2 separate regions of the Bos taurus genome follow, and region 2 is linked to region 1. A link is a contact called in public Hi-C data. All regions are on one chromosome and are shown on one strand. Each heading gives the region's core, a stretch centred on a gene start, on an enhancer-like site or on the middle of the called end of the contact. The rest is flanking DNA. Distances are from core to core; before and after follow the strand shown.

The links. Hi-C and Micro-C count contacts between places; a contact is called where the count stands out from the background.
Region 2: a contact with region 1 is called in a Hi-C map of an unstated tissue, with 5 times the contacts expected there. The contact joins two enhancer-like sites. A contact is called at or near these places in 5 of 11 Hi-C or Micro-C datasets (blood, liver, skeletal muscle and 2 more).

What each region holds. Positions count from the first base shown.
Region 1 is chr14:76,345,917-76,353,820 of ARS-UCD2.0, reverse strand. It overlaps a transcript of WWP1 not described here. Among named protein-coding and RNA genes, the nearest start is that of WWP1, 15 kb to the right of the region's middle. Within about 2 kb of position 3,615, at least 12 of the 102 cell types and tissues checked have an H3K27ac peak or open chromatin away from gene starts, as enhancers often do.
Region 2 is chr14:76,563,625-76,571,528 of ARS-UCD2.0, reverse strand. The region is part of intron 2 of ATP6V0D2 (ATPase H+ transporting V0 subunit d2); the gene reads left to right. Among named protein-coding and RNA genes, the nearest start is that of ATP6V0D2, 19 kb to the left of the region's middle. Within about 2 kb of position 5,223, at least 10 of the 102 cell types and tissues checked have an H3K27ac peak or open chromatin away from gene starts, as enhancers often do.

The DNA.
Region 1 (7,904 bases), core at 2,366-4,865:
CTCAAGAATCTTCTCCAACACCACATTTTGAAAGCATCAGTTCTTAGGTGCTCAGCCTTTTTTATTGTCCAGCTCTCACATCTGTACATGACTACTGGAAAAACCAAGCTTTGACTATACAGACCTTTGTCAGCGAAGTAATGTCTCTGTTTTTGAATATGCTGTCTAGGTTTGTCATAGCTTTTCTTCCAAGGGGCAGACATCTTTTAATCTCATGGCTGCAGTCACTGTCCACAGTGCTTTTGGAGCCCAAGAAATATATATGTATAATGTAAATACAAGGAGAACTTAACATCTGAACCTTTCAGATAGTTGTCCGGCTTCCCAGGCAGCTCAATGGGTGAAGAATCCACCTGCAATGCAGGAGGTGAGGGTTTAATCCCAAGTCTGGAAAGATCCTCTGGAGGAGGAAATGGAAACCCACGCCAGTATTTTTGTCTGGAAAATCCCATGGAGAGAGGAGCCTGGTGGGCTACAGTCTGTAGGCTTGCAAAGAGTCGGGCACAACTGAAAGACTGAGTATGAGCAAGACAATTGTCAAGGACTTGGTCCAAGCAACCTACAGAAGCCTAATACATAGAAATTACAGTGAGAAGCAGGCAAGAGAAGTAACCCTGAAAGAGGCACCCATCACGAGTCCTTGTTTAAAAAGTTTCCCTATATTTCTACAAAATATGTTTTTATGAATGAAAGTATTTCTTTTTTAAAAACTGGCTTAGCTGAAACAGTTAAGTTAGATACTATGATTATTTATCCAGTAATCTTCCTGCTTTTCACTTAAGAGAAATTAAGCTACTCAGAAATGGAGATTTTGAATGAAGTGTGTTTAATTTGGAATTTTTTCTTTTGGGTAGAAAGTAGTTTGAATGGGGCCATGATGTGTCTTTTGTGGAGAAAAGCCATTGCTTTGAATAAGGATATTGATTTGAGAAGAAAGTCGTGAGAGAAAGTTTAAATTTTAAATCGATCAATCCAAAAGAAAAAAACAACAACAAAGCCTTGAAGCTTCTTTTCTCTGACTTGTGTTCAGAGCAGTGGTCCTGACGACTTGCATCTGTGTGACTGTGACCCTCCTCAGTCCTGTGATCCTCTCTCTCGTTGGAACAGCAGGTCTTTACATTGGGGCTGTTCCCGGAAAAACTTAAGCTACGTATCAACCTTATTTTTATCGTCTTAGTACATATTGTGGTTAAAAAACATGCTAAACCCATGATTCTTTCTAAGTTTCAGTGGAAAGGATCAGTTGGCATTTGTTTAAGGAGCCTATTGTTTTCGTCTATTTCCACTGACTGACCAGTTCTTTGGGAAAAAAAGTGACAATAAACTCATCTCTTTTTGTCCTTCAGGCTGTGAAATGTGTTGATGTTTAGATGTGACTACCCAGAAAGGAAAGTGTACATCATACTCAGGAATTTCAGTGTGCTACATTAGAAGTTTTTGGTAATTATAATTTGTTTTAAAAAATTTCATTGTGACTTAATTTTCCTGTAAAGTATTAGCTAAACTGTTTAAGAGCTTAGGCCTTCAAGTTAAACAAACCTAGACTTCAATTCTGGCACTTATTTATTGGTTTGGCTTCCCAGGTAGCTCAGCCGGTAAAGAGTCGGCTTGCAGTGCAGGAGATCCGGATTCGACACCTGGGTTGGGAATATCCCCTGGAGAAGGGATAGGCTACCCACTCCAGTATTCTTGCCTGGAAAATCCCCGTGGACAGAGGAGCCTGGTGAGCTCCATAGTCCATGGTTGCAAAGAGTCAGTTATGGCTGAGACTAAGCACACACGGCACAGTGACCTTGGTGAAGATGGCCTTAGATTAGACCCTAGTTTCAGTGTATGTAAACTGGGTATTTACATGTAGAATGGTAATAGTAATAATAAAACCTATTCGTAGATTCATTGCATGACTTACACCTGACAGTACTGAGTAAATATTCACTAGGATGGGTTTATACCTTGTTTTTGGTGTCAGATGTGTTATAGAAATAATTCTTTTTTTTTTTTAATTTTAGAAATATGTAATTACTCCATATTCTTTGTTATATAAAACCCCAATAAAACCTTAGGGAAGCACTCTATACTTTCCCTGGCAAATGTTTAGTTATGGATAAATGAGGACAGTAGATAGTCACACATCTGATCAAATTTTGCTGCCAGATGAGCTCAGGTCAGTTCGGTTTTTGTCGCCAAATGAGTTACGAAGTTAAGTTTGTAAGAATGGGGATATCTGAAAGTTCATACTTAGCAGCCTGGTTTAAAATTCTTTGTAAAAAGTAAATTAGCACTGTGTTTTGTTACTGGAGTAGCCGTAAAGTATCTTGAAATCATGTAATTGTAGAGAGTTTTGCAGTACTATGTACCTTCAAGTGATTCAGTGTGGTTTTGATCTGATCCTTACTACAGATGTGGGCAGTTTGCTTTGTATCTCTTTGCAACATGGTCATGTGATGGACATGCTCCTCAACCTGCTGTCCTCTGTACTGTTGTGGAAGTATTGATATGGCAGAAAAATAGTGGAGTTTCTCAGAGTAATTGAGAGTATTGGAGTGGTGGTAGTGATGAGAGTTACCAGTTTAGGAAGTTACCAGTTTAGGAAGTTAACAGTTATTAGACATCTTCTCTATTTCATTCTGGAAACAATTCCAGTGTCTTAGAGTTAATGGTAACACTTTTCCCCTTCACGAAAGATAAGTTGATATCTTCATTTTACAGATAAGAAAACCAAGCCTCAGAGAGGGTGGTGAATACAACCGAGTAGGAGAACTGAAGTTTGGACTCTGCTGACATTGTCCAGCATGCTCTTCTCACACTAGGAACTGGCACTTTGAAACTGGAGAGTTAGCAGATCTCCACGGCTGCTTACCTGCTGGGAACTGAGAAGCCTTCATGTATTTGGAGATAGGCAGGCCGCGTTGTGGGGTGAATGTCGCTTTGGGTTGTGCTGTCTAGTGGCCAGTGCAGGGCAGAGGGGTGCTGGCCTCAGCAGCGGGCCTGGGTTTGGCCTTGACATTAGGAACCTTTCTGTGTGTCCCTCAGCGGTTCTCTCAATCACCTCTCAGCCTCAGCTTCGGCTCTGATTGGTGACTCGGTGCTTTTTGCTACTTCAGAGCAAATACTGTGTATTTGAAAAATACCAAGCCTTTAACATTTTTGAATTTGAAGGAAAGTTTTATAGGCACATATTATTAAAATACTGCACTTTGAAAGAAATGACAGATTATTGATGGAAATGTTTGTCATTTTGAAATATGAACTGTTACATGATGTAATTAACTTGAAATTTGATCTTTGCAGAGTGAGAATGTTACATTGGCCTGGATGTTGTTTCCCAGAATACATGGAAATGATTTATTAAACACAGTCCCAGCAGTCTACCTTCTTCATTGTTATGTGTTTATGCTTTTTACACATTCCTTGTTTTAAAATACTTTTTGAACTTTCAGGGAAAGCATTTTTAGTGACCTAGCTTAAAAGCCCCACAAAACCACCCTATTATAAAGTTGCTTAAGTGATAAAATAGTAAAAGAATAGAACATCAGATTGATATAGGAGACTATTCATGTTCAGTCTTGGGTTTAGCTCAGCATTTCTTTTTTTACTATCCTTTTTGTAACACAAATGTTGTGAAAGAGCATTGGCTTTGAGCCCAGGAGATCTGGGTTCAAAATTCTGACTTTGTAACCCTTTGTAACCCTGTGCAATTTACTTAAATTCCTAAAACCTCATTTTCCTTACCTGCTAGAAGAAATAGTAAAGACTGTGAAGGACATTAGAGATAGTTTGGGGGACTTTTTTTTGCAACATAACAAGACAAATAATAGGAACCTAATAAATGGTCATTGTGATTTTTACTATTTTTGGAGTCAGAGGCCTGACGATTCACATTCCAGGTTTAAGATTGGCCATGTTTCTGTGTCATTTAGGTGCCCCACATAAGTGCTGCCCAGCTGCCAGTCTCACGTAGCCACGCTCTGTCATCTTATTCTGCTGCCTAGGGGGGTATATTTATGAAGCTTTTTTTTTTTTAAGTATTATCTTAAATTGGTTCTGTAGGTTTAGAACCCAAGTTTTAAGATGCTGTTATTTGATTTTTCTTTTAATTGACTTCATGCACCACAGGAATGAGAAACCAGCCTTCTACTGATACTCAGTAGGGTGTAGGGAAAATGACCAACTGCAAACATTTTTCTGCTTGAAAAGCTTTGGTTAAAAAAAAAAAAAAAAAAGCTTTGGTAATTTGCCGTTACAAGCATAATATTGTGTAAGAAACTGAGAAATTGTGCAGATTAGAAACTATGTCATTTGCATTTTGGTGTAGTTTACCTTTGTTGATGGAAATACATTTTAGTATCAATTCTTTTAAAATAGTAAAAGAATTTTTTTTTTAAATTATGTTAGTCAATGTTAGTTGACTTATGTTAGAATAAGGTTCAGTTCAGTTCAGTCGCTCAGTCGTGTCCAACTCTTTACGACCCCATGAATCGCAGCATGCCAGGCCTCCCTGTCCATCACCAACTCCCGGAGTTCACTCAGACTCACATCCATCGAGTCGGTGATGCCATCCAGCCATCTCATCCTCTGTCGTCCCCTTCTCCTCCTGCCCCCAATCCCTCCCAGCATCAGAGTCTTAGTCAATAAGTAAAAATGTTTTCTTTTTTCATGTTTTGTTTTTAGTGTCCTGAAGGAGGGGATGGAGCAGGGCGCGAAGGAAAGATTCGTGTGATAGAAGACACAATAATAGTGTGGAGTCCTGTGTTTTTAAGGACCGTAACTGTTGCCTTGAAAATCAAAACAGTTGCTGCTAAATTTGATGAGTATATTTTCTTCCTCATTAATGTTTTCTAGTAGGTAGAGTACAGACATTTTAATATTCTTTACTTGGAAGTGGAGGAAAACTATTAGTATTTTGGAAAGTTGGTATAAGATACTCGATTATATTTTTAAAAGGTGCGCTTCCCTGGTGGCTCAGAATGTGTAGCATCTGCCTGCAATGCAGGAGATCCCGGTTCGATCCCTGGCTCAGGAAGATCCCCTGGAGAAAGGAATGGCTACCTACTCCAGTATTCCTGCCTGGAGAATTCCCATAGACTTAGGAACCTGGCGGACTACAGTCCATGGGGTCACAAAGAGTTGGATGGGACTGAGTGACTAACACTTTGTTTTAGAGAGCAACATCACCATCTTGTGGCCTTCTAGAAAATTGTTGCCAGAGGTATACTGTGAAAACTACAAGCATCAATTAAGTTGTTCTCTGATGTTGGCCAAGGACTCAGTCAAATTTGTATTCAGTACTTCTTACTATATGTAAGTGGGAGATTGGAGTTAGAAAATAAAATGATTTGTACGGCTTTGATTGCAACTTTGTAAAAATAATCAATATTGGAGGAAAATAACAGTATAAAAATGGAAACAGTTGCAAGTTGAGTTGATGTAAAGATTGTGGATGATTGCTACTCTCTGTTTTCATGAAATAGGCAGTGTTTGTAGTCAAGCAGTTCTGAGCTAGAAAAATCTCCATGTGTTCTGTCCTCCATTTCTGAATTAATAAGATTACAAGGCCAGAGAAGTTCTGATGCCCTGTCTCATTCAGTCATTTAGTGAGACTTTATCTTGAGCAGTGTTGGCTAAGCTGGTGACTCCTAGGAGTATTTTCTACATGAATTTTTATATGTAAAAAATAAAGGAGTGTTTTCTACATGAATTTTTATCCTTTTTTCCTTCATTTTGGAAGTAGTTTTAAAAGGAGAAAAAAAATCAATTTGAGAAGTACTGTGGTTCACTTAAGAGAGCACCTAAGAACTAAATAAAGCTATTTGATTTTACGCCTGTAGTTTACTTAGTTGTTTTTTAAGATTCATTTTGTTGACAGTAAGTATCCAAATATAATTATCTAAATAGTATTAAGCACTCCTGTGTGCCAAGCTTTGAGGGAGGCATGGTGAATAGGCCAGGAGTTCTCTGCACTCTTGGAATTTACAGTCTAGAATGAAGTGAGAAAAATAAAGATATTTGATTAACACAAAAGTTTGAAATCAAAGGTCTTGGGGGAAAATAGCTATAATTTAGGGTAAAGACTGTTTATCATAAAAAAAATATTTATCATGTGTCAAGCACTGCAAAGTGCTTTTGGTATTTTTTTTTCTCAATGTCATTTGTTTATTTTGGAATTTTGCTTTCGTTTTTGCATATGTATACAAATAAGCTTTTGTGGAAGCTCTGAAACATCTCTGTGGACAGTAGTAGATTGGTACAAAAGTAATTGTGGTTTCAGACCGTGAATTGTAAATCGTTTTACTAGGCTCAAACACATCTTTATGAATCAAAATAGGAACTGTTAAAATCAACACATTTTTGCCACTGAGAAGTAAGTTTGTTTATTGTTGTAGCATAAAAATTCGTGCTTCAGGATTTGAGAAACTCTTGGAAAGCATTTTCTGCTTCCTGCTGGTTGTGGAAGCGTTTTACCTGCCAAAAGTTGTTGAGATGCTTGAAGAAGTGGTAAGTTGGTTGGTGAGAGGTCAGGTGAATATGACAGATGAGTCAACACTTCGTGGCCCAGTTCAACTTCTGAAGTGTTGGTTGTGCAGTGTGCAGTCAGACATCCTTGTGGAGAAGAACGGGGCCCTTTCTGTTGGCCAATGCCGGCTGCAGGCGTTGCAGTTTACAGAGCATCTCACTGATTTGCTGAGCATACTTTTCAGAAGGAATGGTTTCGCCAGAATTCAGAAAGCTATAGTGGATCAGACCGGCAGCAGACCAATGACCACTGACCTTTTCTTGGTGCAAGTTTGGCTTTAGGGAGTGCTTTGGAGCTGCTTCTTGGTCTAACCACTGAGCTGGCCATTGCTGGTTGTTGTATAAAATCATTTTTCGTTGCATGTCACAATCCGATGGAGAAATGGTTTGTTGTTGTGTAGAATAAGAGAAGATGACACTTCAAAAATGATGATTTTTTTGATTTTCAGTCAGCTCATGAGGCACCCACTTATTGAGCTTTTTACCTTTCCAGTTTGCTTCAAATGAGGAATGACCGTAGAATGGTCAATGTTGAGTTCTTTGGCAACTTCTCAGGTAGTTGTAAGAGGATCAACTTTTTTTGATGACTGCTGTCATTCGGTTATTGTCCACTTCCGATGACCAGCCACTGTGATCTCCATCTGCAAGGCTCTCATCTCCTTTGCAAAGCTTCTTGAACCACCACTGCACTGTGTGTTTGTAGCAGTTCCTGGGCCAAATGTGTTCATGTTGCAAGTTGCCTGTGCTGTTTTCTGACCCATTTTGAACTCAAATTAAAAAAAAAAAAATCACTCCGATTTGCTTTTTGTCTAACATCATTTCTGTAGTCTAAAATAAATATCAATTAAATGGCAGGTAATAGTCATTAGCAAAAAAAACATAAAGTGAGAAATGAGCATTAAAATGATGTATAACATAACCACATTTACTGAAGAATGTAATCCATTATCAAATGACAAAGTTCAACAATGCAAAACCGCAATTATTTTTGCACCGACGTAATAACAAGTGGTCTGGCTCTTACGGGTTTGCTAGGCTCTTGTAGCTTGGTCTTGGCATCTCACCAGCACTTATAGCATTTCTGTTGGGAAAATCTGTACCATGTTCTAAGTAGCTGTCTTTCCCCCAGACTTTTAGAGTCTGCTTTATGTATGATTTGGGGATTTGCTTATGACTTCTGAATTATTCTGAATAGTTAGGGACAGAAAGTATTGAGTTTCATGAGCTCTTCTCTTGTTAATATATTTTTGGATATTTGAGTATTTAATAAGTCAAATGAACATTTTAGGTAACAATTATCCTCTACTTTTGTATTGAACGTTTTTTAATTGAGACTTTATTGTGGGCTGTCATGTTGGTAAGGTTGCGCATGGACTTGGTACTCAGAATTA
Region 2 (7,904 bases), core at 3,974-6,473, 220 kb before region 1:
TGATAAGCTGAGAATGAATGCCCACAAAGGATGAGCTGTCTATCATGTACATATAATTTAGATTAATATACAGCTATGATTACTACATCCAGGCCATAGACTGGTTGAGAAAGGCTTATAATAAAAATATCCCTCTATTCCACCTATCCCCTTCCTCCCCACACAGTTCTTCCTAAAAGTAAGCACTTCTCAGTTACTTATTATTTTTCTAAAAAAAAATTGCACTGTGTGTATGTATATTGATACAAACTCAACCCACCCTACTCCCACATTTCAATTCATACAGATGACATCAGTTTTCCTCCATTAATATTTGTTAGAAATATCCTCATCCACGTCATGCATTTTTAATAACTATGTGGAAGTCCATGTTTGGTAGACATTATAACTCAGTTTATCAGGCATTATTATGAGTTTGAGTAAACTCTGGGAGTTGGTGATGGACAGGGAGGCCTGGCGTGCTGGTGTCCATGGGGTCACAGAGAGTCGGACATGACTGAGCGACTGAACTGAACTGATTAACAAATAACTTTTTTTTTCTATTACAAAAAGTTTGCAACTAGCTCTAACTCATTATAGTGTAGGTCTTGAATTTATTTCTAAGCTAAATTTCTAGCAGTGCAAGGAGTGAGTCAAAGGAATGTCCCTTTGTTTATTTTAGAAAATTTGCTAAGTTGAACACAACGGAAGTAGCACCAATCTGTACCCCCAAAACAGTGCATGAGAAAGCCTGTGCCCCTACACCATTACCAACATCAGATATTATCTTTTTAATTTTTACCCTAACAATAGGTTAAAAACTATCTCTTTGCTTTAATTTAATTTCTTTATGGGCTTCCCTGGTAGCTCAGCTGGTAAAAAAAATCTGCCTATAATGCAGGAGACCCCGGTTCAATTCCTGGGTCAGGAAGATCCCGTGGAGAAGGGATAGGCTACCCACTCCAGTATTCTTGGGTTTCCCTGGTAGCTCAGGAGCTAAAGACTCCACCTGCAATGTGGGAGACCTGGGTTCAATCCCTGGGTTGGGAAGATCCACTGGAGAGAGGGAATGAAGGGAACAGCTACCCACTCCAGTATTCTTGCCTGGAGAATTCTTTGGACAGAGGAGCCTGGCAGGTTACAGTCCATGGGGTGGCAAAGAGTCGGACACTATTGACTTTCACTTTCCATATTTCTTTATTAGCAAAAAGGAATATCTTTTCACACTTACTAGTCATGTATATTTGCTACCTGACCCAATTCTTTGTGTATTTTTCCTATTAGAGTATGCAGCATTTTTCCTTGATATACAAGGACTCTATAAATTAAGAAAGTTAGCCCTTCGTCCATTTGATATAACTTAACTTTTATTTTAATTTTTTTGCTGTAGGTATATTGACATTTTTTATGTAGTTATCATCAGTTTTTTTATTGTACAATCTTTTGATTATTGTGTCCTGCTTAGAAAAGCCTTCACTCCAGAGCATCAGTAAATTCACCTGTCTTTTCTTCCATTCTTTTGTTGCTGTTTACATTTAAAATTTTGATTCATGTAAAATGTATTTTGGTGTAAAGAATGAGAGTAGGGATCCAGCTCAAATTGTCTTTCCCAAATAACGATCCAGTAAGTACTTAGAAGGAATGATCGTAGTTCAAGGCAGGAAGCAATCACTGATGAACCTGAGACGTGTTGTTAGCGCCTGTGTTCCCTGTTTGTGCAATCTAGCCTCCTAACAGTGCTGTAGTCTGGGATTTTGTTTATAGACAAGGTATAGATGCTGACGTTTTGAAAGAATCCACCGATAAACAACTAGTTTGAATGAAGATCAGATATGAACCTGGGTCTGACTCAGTCCAAAGCCCAAGCATTTTCTTTGAGAAAGATTCTGGAAAGGCTTCCCAGAAGGGCCGACATTGTTGGCAAGGCTGGAAATGGAGTAGAAGTTGGAGATTCCGGAGAAGGCTGGGTTTGAAGCATGCCGATGGGAAGGACGCTGAGTGAGTAATAACCGGTCAGTTTTGGCTGGAGCAGGCTGTGCAGAAAGAGGAGCGGGATGGGTAAGGGAGGCTACGGAAGAAAATTCCAGTCAGATTATGGAGTCTTCAGAGACAAGTCTTACTCAGTTCTGGTCATCACCGTTTTAAGGAAGAGGAAATGAAAACTTAAGAGCAAGAACTTGCCCAAACCACTAAAAAGTGATTTGAAATAAATGTTAGCAGTAGGCTGTGCAGAATTATTTTGCTCAGACTTAGGTGAGTGCAGAAAAGCTGACCTGTGGTGAAGACAGAGGGCAAGTCCAATTTTAATTAAATCTGAAAGCTGCCAGGTTTTGTACTTTTTAGGTTGAGAGACGATCTCACATGATGGAAATTTTCCCCAATATGTTAAGAAATACTCTAAGAATGACGCTGAGGCATTTGGTCAGTGGTTTCTCTTATGTGATGATTCCATGATTGATTGTTTTCTAACTATAGAATCTTAAACCTGGAAGGAACCTTAGATTAATTCAGCAAGACTTCTTATTTCACAACAAACTATCATATTTTATATCATATTTATCTAGTTAAATATCATATCATATTGATCTAGTTAAAATATACTGTTTCTAAAAATAAATACTTAAAATTTAAAATATTTCTAGTCATTAGTGATATTTAAAAACTGTGTATAAGTATGTATAGATAGTCACAGATACCTGGGTAGAATGTTAATGCAAAAATGGACACGGAAGCCTCGTTTTGGTAGTATTCGCATTGTTAGTAATGGGCGTGTTTTAATTCATCTTCTTCCTCTCTCTCTCTTGACGGTAAACTCTTTGAACTAGTTCTTTTAAGTATCTCTATCTGGACTCATTAGCAAATAATGAACACTGAATATTTGTTGAATCAATATATAATCCTGTATATATTATATATACATCCTACACCTGCATATAGAAACATACTTTCAGACAATTCAGGATTTTATGTCTTATATTTAATTCATGTATGGTACTTGAGGATTGGTTATTTATTGAATGGTATGTCAGGGCTAAAAACCAGATGTCATTCCTATAGATGTGTTTTATGTGGCCAGGGTAGTCTTTACAGTAATATTAAAAAATATGTTTCATTAAGGCTTGCATTCCCCAATTAGCCACGGTCTCCAACGCTCCCTTCTGTCTTATGATCTGCAGGTATTTAAGTTACTTATCAGACCCCAGATGTGTAGGTTTCTTATCAGGCATCAGACCTAGATGTTTTACCTGCATCTTTGCACCAGAACCATGCAAAGAAGTGTTTATATCTCCAGTTTTCAAATTAGAGAAACGGAGGCTCAATGAATCAATGTGTATTTCAAAGTGAGAGCATTATTAAGAGATTTGGAAAGCATTTGGTGTGGGTCCATCATTCTAGAAAGCTGATGGTCTTGCACTCACTCCACAGTTTGTCAAAAGGCAAATAAATCAGAAGTATCTGTGGGCCTTTAGAACAGAAGTATATTCCTGATCCCTATCCCAGGAGATTCTGACCTAATTGACCTGGGAGTGGGGCCCACCTGTATTTTGGAAAGCACCTGGGTTATTCAGATGGGCACCCCTAACTGAAAATGTCCCATTATGGTGCCCCAACGTTATGACTTGGAAGTCACTTTCACAATTATTCCCGTGAGTCTTTAGCCACAGTTAATTACAATGAAAAGTGTTATCCCCTTGTTGGAGACCAAAGGAATCACACCAAAGCCTAGGTCTTCTGAATCTCAGTCCATGGTTTGTCCCACCATTCATGTGACGTGCCAGCATCCAGCAGTGCCTGGAGTTCAGTTCAGTCACTCAGTCGTGTCTGACTCTTTGCGACCCCATGAACTGCAGCCCACCAGTCCTCCCTGTCCATCACCAATTCCCAGAGTCCACCCAAACCCATGTCCACTGAGTCTATGATGCCATCCAACCATCTCATCCTCTGTTGTCCCCTTCTCCTCCTGCCCTCAATCTTTCTCAGCATTAGGGTCTTTTCCAATCAGTCAGCTCTTTGCATCAGGTGGCCAAAATATCGGAGTTTCAGCTTCAGTATCAGCCCTTCCAATGAACACCCAGGACTGATTTCTTTTAGTGCCTGGAGATACATTACCAAAACAAAGGTGTATGTGTGTAGGACAGGTGTCCAGTAGTTCTGAATCTGTTTTTCTTACTTCTCTTTTAAAAAATATTGCAAAGTCAAGTGTCTATCTAGCACCTTGAACTGCCATCAGGTAGGCTTACTTCCCGCCCTATGAGGAAATTCCCAGGGTATCATTATGAAAATGATTAAGCCAACCCTAATAGAAACGGTCTATATTTAAAGTGGTATGATAGATACAGTATGAATGTACAAGAACTGTACATTCGTGTGATATAATTACTGTATATGTGAAACTTGCTTTGAAAATCTGGATGGATATTTTTAAGTGCCTAATCGCAGGAAGATCTGGAGGTTTTGTGTACTATAATTATACACAGTGCTGTGAAACAAAGGAGTGAATCCTATAGCATTTTAATGAAGAGACTGTATAATATAGGCTTGGATTCTTTTGTTTTCCTTCCCTCCTACTCAGCCCTTTCCAGCAGCATTTCAACTTCTATCTTTTGAGATTAGCTCTCTGATTAAAATATTTTAATATTCAAAATACTAATTTAACTTTTTCAGCTTTAAGTTTTATTAATCTTTAAAAATAAATTTTCTCAATGTAGGATAACCAAGGAAATATACTCTTCAATACTTCACAGTAACATCAACCAAGAATCATAGGCTAAGATCCACACAGTGAAGAAAGCTTTAGAGATTCATTTAGAAAAGCTAGTCAAAAGTTCTTGAGTATCTCAGTGACACTTTATAACCCTCTACAGGTTTTGCATTGTGTTGTACAGCTTGGTTTGCCCTAAAAAGTTTCTCTGAATCAGGTCTTCTGGTGCTAAAATGAGGAAGTGAAAGTTGCTCAGTCGTGTCTGACTCTTTGTGACCCCATGAACCATACAGTCCATGGAATACTCCAGGCAAGAATACTGGAGTAGGTAGCCTATCCCTTCTCCAGTGGATCTTCCAGATCCAGGAATGGAACTGGGGTCTCCTGCATTGCAGGAAGATTCTTTACCAGACTCCTCCACAAACTGGATCACAAACTTGGTCACCCCATCACTTGTTAGGCAAAACATAAATAGCATACCTCTGAGTCAGTGAGAACTCACATTCCAGTGGAGCAGGTAGATGCATCCGCAAAGGGTGAAAAGCTGACAGAATTACGCAACAGCTGCAATGGACGTGAACATTCAGCTGGAGGGAGCTGGAGGGTGAGATGACTAATCCTGATGTTGAAAGAGTTTGCAGAGAAGGTAGAATTTGAACCAGGATTTCAAGTGGGCATCAGATTGAAAGAATACACTGTGTAAGTGAGACACGAGAAGATTGTCTACCTGGGGGTGATGGGTCATCTCAGGCGTGGCTGGAGCCCAGGCAAGAGCAGGCGTGTGACTGGGGAATGAGATAAGAGGCAGGCCTGATGCAAGGCTTCACCTGTCTCCATCAGCAACAGCCAGTTGAGGGAAGCTTTTCAGGAAGGGTGCTACCGCTCCCTGCTTCAAACACCCACGTCCTTTTTGTTAGTAAGTAATAGAGACCCTAAGATGTGACATTGTGTATGTGTGTGTTAGTTGCTTAGTCATATCTGTCTCTTTGCAACCCTATAGACTGCAGCCCACCAGGCACCACCACCACCCCACCACCCCCATTCCATGGGATTCTCCAGGCAAGAACACTGGACTGGGTTTCCATTTCCCTCTCCAAAAGGAACTGTAGAAAGAAAGAAAGTGAAGTCGCTCAGTCATGTCTGATTCTTTGCGACCCCATGGATTGTAGCCTACCAGGCTCCTCCGTCCATGGGATTTTCCAGGCAAGAGTTGCCATTTCCTTCTGCAATGTGACATTGGGTTTTCCAAATAGTGTTTCAAAGATGCTGCTTTTTCTTGTTTGTTTTTACTTTTCAGCTCTCATTGTCTTGAAAAGTGAGGGGGAATGATCTGCTACATATTTTAGGAAGGTGATTCTGCTGGTATTGTGAAAGATGCATTGAAGAAATGAGACATGAAGCAGAGAAACTATAGAGGAAGCTATTTTAAACGTTTACACTTAAAATATTGATAGTAGAGATAGGAAGGAGACGACAGTGGTTAGATGCAGTTGCTAGGCAGACCTGACAGAATTTAGCATCTTGACTTATGATGCAATGAGTGAGAGAAAGCAATCAATGATTCCTGGAATCCTAAGCTAAGGCAACAAAGCATTTGCAAATAAGATAAAGAGTTTTGTTTTATTTCTAATCAAAAAGAATAAGAAGCCTATTTAAGTTACATTAAATTAATAAATTATCCTTAGTCGCACCATGATTTGATATATTTTTATACTCATACATTTTAAAAGAATTAAGATCACTCTGTAAAATAATTTAATCTTTGATATCTATTATCAGGATTTTTTTATGTTAAAAGTTTTTTTCTAGTATTTTTAAATGACTATATAGGCTTCCGTCTGGTCATGAACATTCTAGATGTGTTTTGTTTCTTCCTGACCTCCAAGTCTGCAAAGTATTTAATTTGTTAAATTCTGAGCTCAAGAATCAAATCCCCAATACAAAATATCAGGTTGAATAATACCCAGTTGACAACACTGTGTATTTGTGATTTTGATTCTTTGGCCAGAAAAGATCTTCTGAAACCTTACAAATTGCACCATCTTAAAGGTTTTATATCCAGAGATTCTATGCGAATGTTAAATGGGAAGCAAAAATGTCCATAGTCCAGCTGCTGATGAGACCTTCTTTGTGTAAAATTCTCCAGGCTCTGGAATTGAAAACACTGGTGCTCTTCTACAAAAGCAATACTTGGTCTTTCTGTAACTGAACGATACTTAATCAGCATAAGTGAGTGAATAAGTCACTCCATGGTGTCCGACTCTTTGAGAATCCTCCAGGCCAGAATCCTGGAGTGGGTAGCCTTTCCCTTCTCCAGGGGATCTTCCCAACCCAGGGACTGAACCCAGGTCTCCCACACTGCAGGCGGATTCTTTACCAGCTGTGTCACAACAGAAGCCTAATTAATCCGCATGACCTTTATTAAGTGACTGCTGTGAGTGAAGGCCTATGCTAGGTTCTAAGACTGGAGATGAATTGAATACAGACTTTCTTCTCTAAGCCAGTGGAAGAGTTACTTAAGGCGCAGATTCCAAGACCATGCCTCTAAAAATCAGGTTTTAGTAAATCCTGGACTGCAGTTTAGGAATCTATACTTTCAGTAGGCCCTACAGGGATCCTGATGTACATGAGAAATTCTTACAGCCAGTAGGCAGGCTCTGAGTGTACAGTACACCAGCTGTGGGGCCCTGAAAAAGTTCCTTAGTCAATCAAAGCCTTTTCCTCATCTAGAATAATAATTATATACAATAGAGTTGCAAGTTTACCTGAAAACACATATACAATATAGAGTCATAAGTGTTAATTGAAAGTTCTATGTTGCATGAGGCCCAGTGAAATGAAAATACATGGCCCTTGGTAAAGAACAGTAATTTCAAGAGACCAACAGCAGAGAATTAAACCAAGCATGGTGATGGTTTAGTAGCTAAGTTGTGCCCAGCTCTTGCGACCCCATGGACTGTAGCCTGCTAGGCTCCTCTGTCCATGGGATTCTCCAGGCAAGAATACTGGAGTGGGTTGCTGTGGCCTCCTCCAGGGGATCTCCCCAACCCAAGGATGGAACTCGTGCCTCTTGCGTCTCCTGCATTAACAGGTGGACTCTTTACCATTAGCACCATCAGGGAAGCTTACTGAAAAATATACACGAATATAATATGTAAATAAATCCACACACACAGTATATCTACATACATTTGCTCAATACAGCTAATTTTTCTCATTAGGG